Regions from separate parts of the Mus musculus genome. Here region 2 is linked to region 1. The links are chromatin contacts, called in public HiChIP or PLAC-seq maps. All regions are on one chromosome and are shown on one strand. The core of a region is the stretch at or near the end of the contact, and the rest is flanking DNA. Distances in the headings are between cores, read along the strand shown.

Region 1 (2,657 bases), core at 61-2,560:
CTTGGATTTGGCCGGGCTGCCCTTGGTGGGGTGTGTACTGGGTGAGAACAACTCTTCTTACCTTCACAGAGGTCCTGGAACCTGTAAAAAAACAAAAAACAAAAAAGCACATGGAAGTTCAGAGTTCACAGCTCAGGTTTTGAACATAAAACGGGAATCCGGATACTCAGTGCTCACTCTCTCCTCCACAGGGAGGCTAGGGGACAGCCCCACCTAGGGATGCGGTGAGTCAGGAAGGAAGAAGCCTAGGACAAAGGTGCTTTCCATTCCACCAGCTCTGCATAGGACACAGTGGCACACAATACCAAGAGATCCCATGTCTGTCTCGCTTGTTTCTGAAGGCAGACAACTTAACGCTCTGCTATGTTCAGGGGAGGTTTGCCCACTAGGGTTCTCTTTATGCATCAGACCAAATAACCAAAGCTGAGGCTATGAGGGATGTACATAGGGCTGGGATGGGTCGCTGGGGCAGGCAGGTCAGCCCTAGTACCCACACTGAAGCCCCTGGCATGCCTTTGGAGGTCCAGCTATAAAGCACGAGAACTTATGGATGCCATCTACTGGGGAATTCTTTAAGAGCCATTTTTGGTGTGTCCACACATTTGCAGGTGAGCACACGTGCATGTAGAGTCAGAGGTTGATACCAGGTATCTTCCTCAGCCACTCTCCCCTGGGTCTCTCATTTGAACTCAGAATTTATCAATTTGGCTAGTCTAGTTATCTTGCTCTAGGAGTCCCATCTCTGCCTCCCAACCAAGTGAGCTGCCTTGATGCCTGGAACTTCATGGGTGCTGGGATTAGACATGAGACTCCACACCTGCCAGCCACTTCCATTCGTACTGAGGATCTAAACTCTAACCTTCATTCTTTATTCATTGGGTCGAGTCCCTACCTCCTTTCTAAAGGCATTCATAATATTAAAGGATCGAGCTCAGATCAGTTACTGCCATGTGGTTATGAATAAAGTGATAAAAGATAAAGAAAAAGGCAGCGGGGGCTGGAAAGATGGCTCAGAAGTTCCAGAGGACCTGAGTTTGGTTCCTGGTACCCACACTGGATGCCTCACAACTGCCTGTAACTCTAGTTCCAGAGCACCACTTTGTTCGGGCCGCTGCAAGAGCACACATACACAGACACACACTGACACATCTAACAGTAAATACATCTTTAAGAGAAGGAAAGAAACGTGGGAGAGTGCTGGTGTGGCCACAGGATCTCACTTGCTACTTACTTTCTGACTAGTCTGCAGAGTCGCTTCCTGTTGAAAGGCGGGGTGCTTTTTGAGTTGGCTATTTCCAGGAGTCGATCAGCAACAGCCTTATAGTCAAACTACCACAAAGAGACAGGAAACCCAAGCAGTGGTGAGACAGCCTGGCCTGTCTGAGAGTCACCTTCTAGCTGCTGTTGGGAGCAGTCTTCTCCAAACTGGGCTCTCATGCACAGAGAAGAACTGCCTGAGGAGCCTGCTTGTATGCTCATCCTGGGGTCTCAATCTCTATAACTGTCTTTACGTTTTCAAAGCACAATTGTGTACGCATGTGTGGAGTGGCACAGACCTTTAATCCCAGCAGTTGGGGAATAGAGGTAGGTGGATCTTTGTGAGTTCAAGGCCAGCCTGGTTTACATGGCAGTTATTGAGTAGCCAGGGCTACATAAAGGAAAGACCCGGTAACCAACCAACCAACCAACCAACCAACCAACCAACCAACCAACCAAAACTCAAAACTAGAAGCCTGGCATGGTGGTGCACTGGTGTATTCCCAGTACTCGGAGGGGCAGAAGGACCGCTGTGAGCCCCACTCCACCTAGACTATATACAGCAAGATCTGCTTAAAAACAACCCCACCCCCCAAGGCCCCCATAAAGGCTGGTGCTGTTACATGCAGAAGAACAGGCAACAGTGCTTACAAAATGAGGTTCGGGATCTTTCAAAACCCACTTAACTGTTCATTGATTATTTTTGATAGGATCTTTCTGCATAGCCCAGGCGTGTCTGAACTCAGAGACCTGTCAACCTCTGCCTCCCGAATGCTGGGATTGAGTGTGTGTACCACCATGCTTGGCTTCATTTTGTTTTTGTTTTTTTGAAATAGGAGTGTACTAGGTAACCCAGGCTGTTCTTGAACTTGAGACCCTCCTATGTGCTGAGGATCCATGTGAACAACACCACACCAGCCTAAAACCCTTTCAACTGTGTCTCCAACAAGCTCATTCTAAGAATGGTGACATTAATTACAGAAGGGATTATAAAGGACTTTACAATTTAAGCCTTATGGCTTAATGAGCTCTGACTCTAATTCTCTAGCCAAGCCATCCCAGGTCAACCCACATTCTATTAAAAGCAAAAGCTGCTCCCACCTGGAGAGGTGACCCTGAATCTTTCAAGGCTGCACAGATGTCTCTTTCTCTGCTGCCAATGACTCCGTCTCTGAGGCATTCGTCTAGTGCTGCCAAAACACATCCAAAGACAAAGACACAGTCTTGACATTCAAGAATGGATGTGGCTCAGTCCCTCCAGGCTCTGGGTTCAATCCCCATTACCAGGGAGAACACCAGTGACTGCTGCCTGGGGAGATACTTGAAACTGGTCTCCTAAAAATCCTGGTCTTTATTTTATATGCGAAGCTCCAGGTTTTGCCCCTAGGACCAACCCCATA
Region 2 (2,657 bases), core at 83-2,582, 240 kb after region 1:
TTGAGCCAGCGGGCTGGGGCAGGTCCCACAGTTGCCCTTGGCCAGGAACCACTCTTCCAACCATCCTCATGTATTGTCAAGCTTGAACAAGAATTTTTATGATTACCTTTGTCCCAATACATCACAAAAAGTCCACAGGGGTGCCCCTCCCCTGACCACAAAAGTCCATCTTCCCATTCAAATGAATTTAAAAAAGACTTCATTTTCCAAGTGAGATTTTTTTTTTAATTGCAATAAAAGAAAACCTGTAATTTGCCAAGCAACATCGCTGGCCCTCTCTTTCAGCGTGAGCATGTTCACTACAGGAAACCACTTCTTTTTAAAAATGAGGCTTCATTTCAGACACACCAGGGCTTGGAACAAAGTGCCCTTTAGAGATCTGAAGCCCAAGCGAGTGACAGTACCCTGGCTGATGCACAGCCAGGCGGATGGCAGCGTGGTACAGATGGAAGGTACCGCCCGCTGGCTGTGCTGTCGCCCGGGGGGCTTCTGGAGAGTGGCTGGCAGAGGAATCGGCAGATGTGAGGGCTGACGCTCTGCTCCTCGGAAGAGCAATTCTTGCTTCTGGCGGGAGGAAGGTGGGGTGCCACCACCCCAGCAGGGGCATGCGACTGTGCAAGAGGGTCATTGAGCAGCTGACGTGAGGGGAGCGAGGATGACGTCACCAGTGACGAACGAAGAGGGACCATCATGAAATATGCCATGGGAGGGAAGCTTTGTGCAGGAACAGCGAGGAGAGAGCCACCCTCCCCACTTCAGGACATTTTCTCCGTGGAAAACAAATGATGCAGTGATTCACAAAACTAAATTGTGCCTAATTTAAGCAGGGGAGGGCACTCGCCTGGGGATTGTCAGCATTGAAGAGGATCTTCTACCCTGAAGCCCTTGGTGCCTTATGCTCACTGGAGTCCATCTTCCACAAGGAGACAAAACGGGGTTCTGGGGACGGGGGTTAGAAGCACCAAGTGCTACGTTAATTAGGAAGCAACCATCAGCTCCCTATTGTTTCCAGCCTAGGACAGAACTGGCTAGTGAGGGTGGGCTTAAAAAGCTCTCCTGCACTTGCCCAACAAAGCAGACACAAGTTTGGGCCTTATAATGACTGCTCCTCCCTGCTCACCAAGAGACCAGCCCCAGGTTCTCCAGCACCTCAGCTGGGCCAGCTTTCTCTAGCTCAAGCAGGTCAGCCCTGCTGTCTTACCCTAAGGGAGAAAACCCGGAACTCAGGACCTCAGGAAAGATTCTGTTGCCAGGCTGGCAGGGGTAGGCTCTGCCATCCATGCGCGGTACAGTGGTTGCTTTGGGCTGGAGGCCTCCGTAAGGGTGTCACTTCCTCTCCTCAGCATCACCATTGTAGAGCATCCCCATGAGCAGGTGCGAGCACTGTCTGGCACATCTCTGTCACGAGGTCCTTTTTTTGTTTTGTTTTGTTTTGTTTTGTTTTGTTTTGTTTTGTTTTGTTTTGTTCAGTCCTGAAGACTAGTTTCATCCACTGTACTCATTGGTACAACTTGCTCTTGTGGTCACATAGACGACTCTCTAGGATCCCAGTCTTGTCCCCTCTCATGTCCCGTCTCAGTCGACCTTTATCATCAAGAACAAGGATGGCCAGCACGTTCTAGATGGGGTTGGGTGTTGGGGTGACAGTTCCCAGGCGAGGGGAAACTGAATCTCTCTTGGAAAGAGATCTGGGGAAGACAGGTGATGGGACCGTGTTGGATTTTGTCTCCACTTCTGTGGAATGGAAAGGGCTGAACAGGTCTGGTGGCATCCTAAGACCCAGGGAGACAGCTTCTTTTACTACTTGGAATTGGCCAGTTTTGTTTATAAGTACAGCAGTGATGTGGAAGAGGTGGTCAGCAAGCTCCTTCCTCAAGACCCCCCAGTCAGGGCGGGATAGAGATGCTGATGTCACTCGCAGCCCAGCTGGGCCTCCTGCAGAGCTGTCTGTGACATCTGTTCCCAGCCATAAAGATCCCAGGGGACTCTGTACATGGGCAGGTCTGGGGGCCTGGGCAGGAAGTAGGTGTCATATACAGTATGAGGAAGAAGGGCAGCATGGGCTCTCTGCCTGGGAGACCCCCGGGCCCTGCAAGGCAAGGCTGACTTCAACTTCCAGACACTTCATTTCTTGGTCTTCCCTGAGGGTCCTCGTGTTTCAGGAGAGGCCAAAGACAAGCATGCACCTTTTGCCTGCGGATCTAGTCCGAGTAACCTACGTGAACAAAGGAGATGGGCCATGGCCCTGCTGATGAAAGATTTTTTTCTTCTTCTTTTCTGTAACTCTAAGCACCTAAGGAATGCTGTGGTCACAAGAGGGCCCGTTCTTTTGTTAGGATAAGACCACAAGGAAATGACCTTGCTGGGGACCTTGGGAGTGGCCTCTGCTGGGAATGGAAAGGCTAGGAGTTGACTCCTGGCTCCAGTGAGTGACAGGGAAGGCCCCGGGGCACTAGGCATAGCTGGGCAAGTCGCTCCCTTTTGATGGCTCCTGAGGGTCAGGACTTGAAGGCACTAAGTAGATCCATGTGTTTGTAGGGTAGGAAGTAGCAAGTTACACCCCCCTCCCCCACCCCAGGCTGAAACTCTGCCCACCTCGGGGATTTCTGTTTCCCAGACCTTCAGTGTCCTTGTGTGCTACCAACACCCAGGAAGGC

Evidence for each region. HiChIP or PLAC-seq counts read pairs in DNA pulled down with a chosen protein or histone mark.
Region 2: a contact with region 1 is called in an H3K27ac HiChIP or PLAC-seq map of regulatory T cells, with 2.4 times the contacts expected there. The contact joins two enhancer-like sites. A contact is called at or near these places in 3 of 39 promoter capture datasets (cranial neural crest, frontonasal cranial neural crest and maxillary cranial neural crest), 3 of 115 datasets of contacts at active chromatin or transcription factors (embryonic stem cells, extraembryonic endoderm stem cells and regulatory T cells) and 2 of 9 other capture datasets (adipose tissue and pancreatic islet).

What each region holds. Positions count from the first base shown.
Region 1 is chr17:32,052,529-32,055,185 of GRCm38.p6, reverse strand. It overlaps Rrp1b (ribosomal RNA processing 1 homolog B (S. cerevisiae)), which reads right to left. Exons shown (of 16, transcript NM_028244.2): 9 at 2,359-2,447; 10 at 1,232-1,329; 11 at 62-81. Among named protein-coding and RNA genes, the nearest start is that of Rrp1b, 18 kb to the right of the region's middle. Within about 2 kb of position 1,310, at least 55 of the 459 cell types and tissues checked have an H3K27ac peak or open chromatin away from gene starts, as enhancers often do. A contact at or near this core is called in regulatory T cells, where this site is marked.
Region 2 is chr17:31,808,021-31,810,677 of GRCm38.p6, reverse strand. No RefSeq gene overlaps it. Among named protein-coding and RNA genes, the nearest start is that of Gm41563, 16 kb to the left of the region's middle. Within about 2 kb of position 1,332, at least 92 of the 459 cell types and tissues checked have an H3K27ac peak or open chromatin away from gene starts, as enhancers often do. A contact at or near this core is called in regulatory T cells, where this site is marked.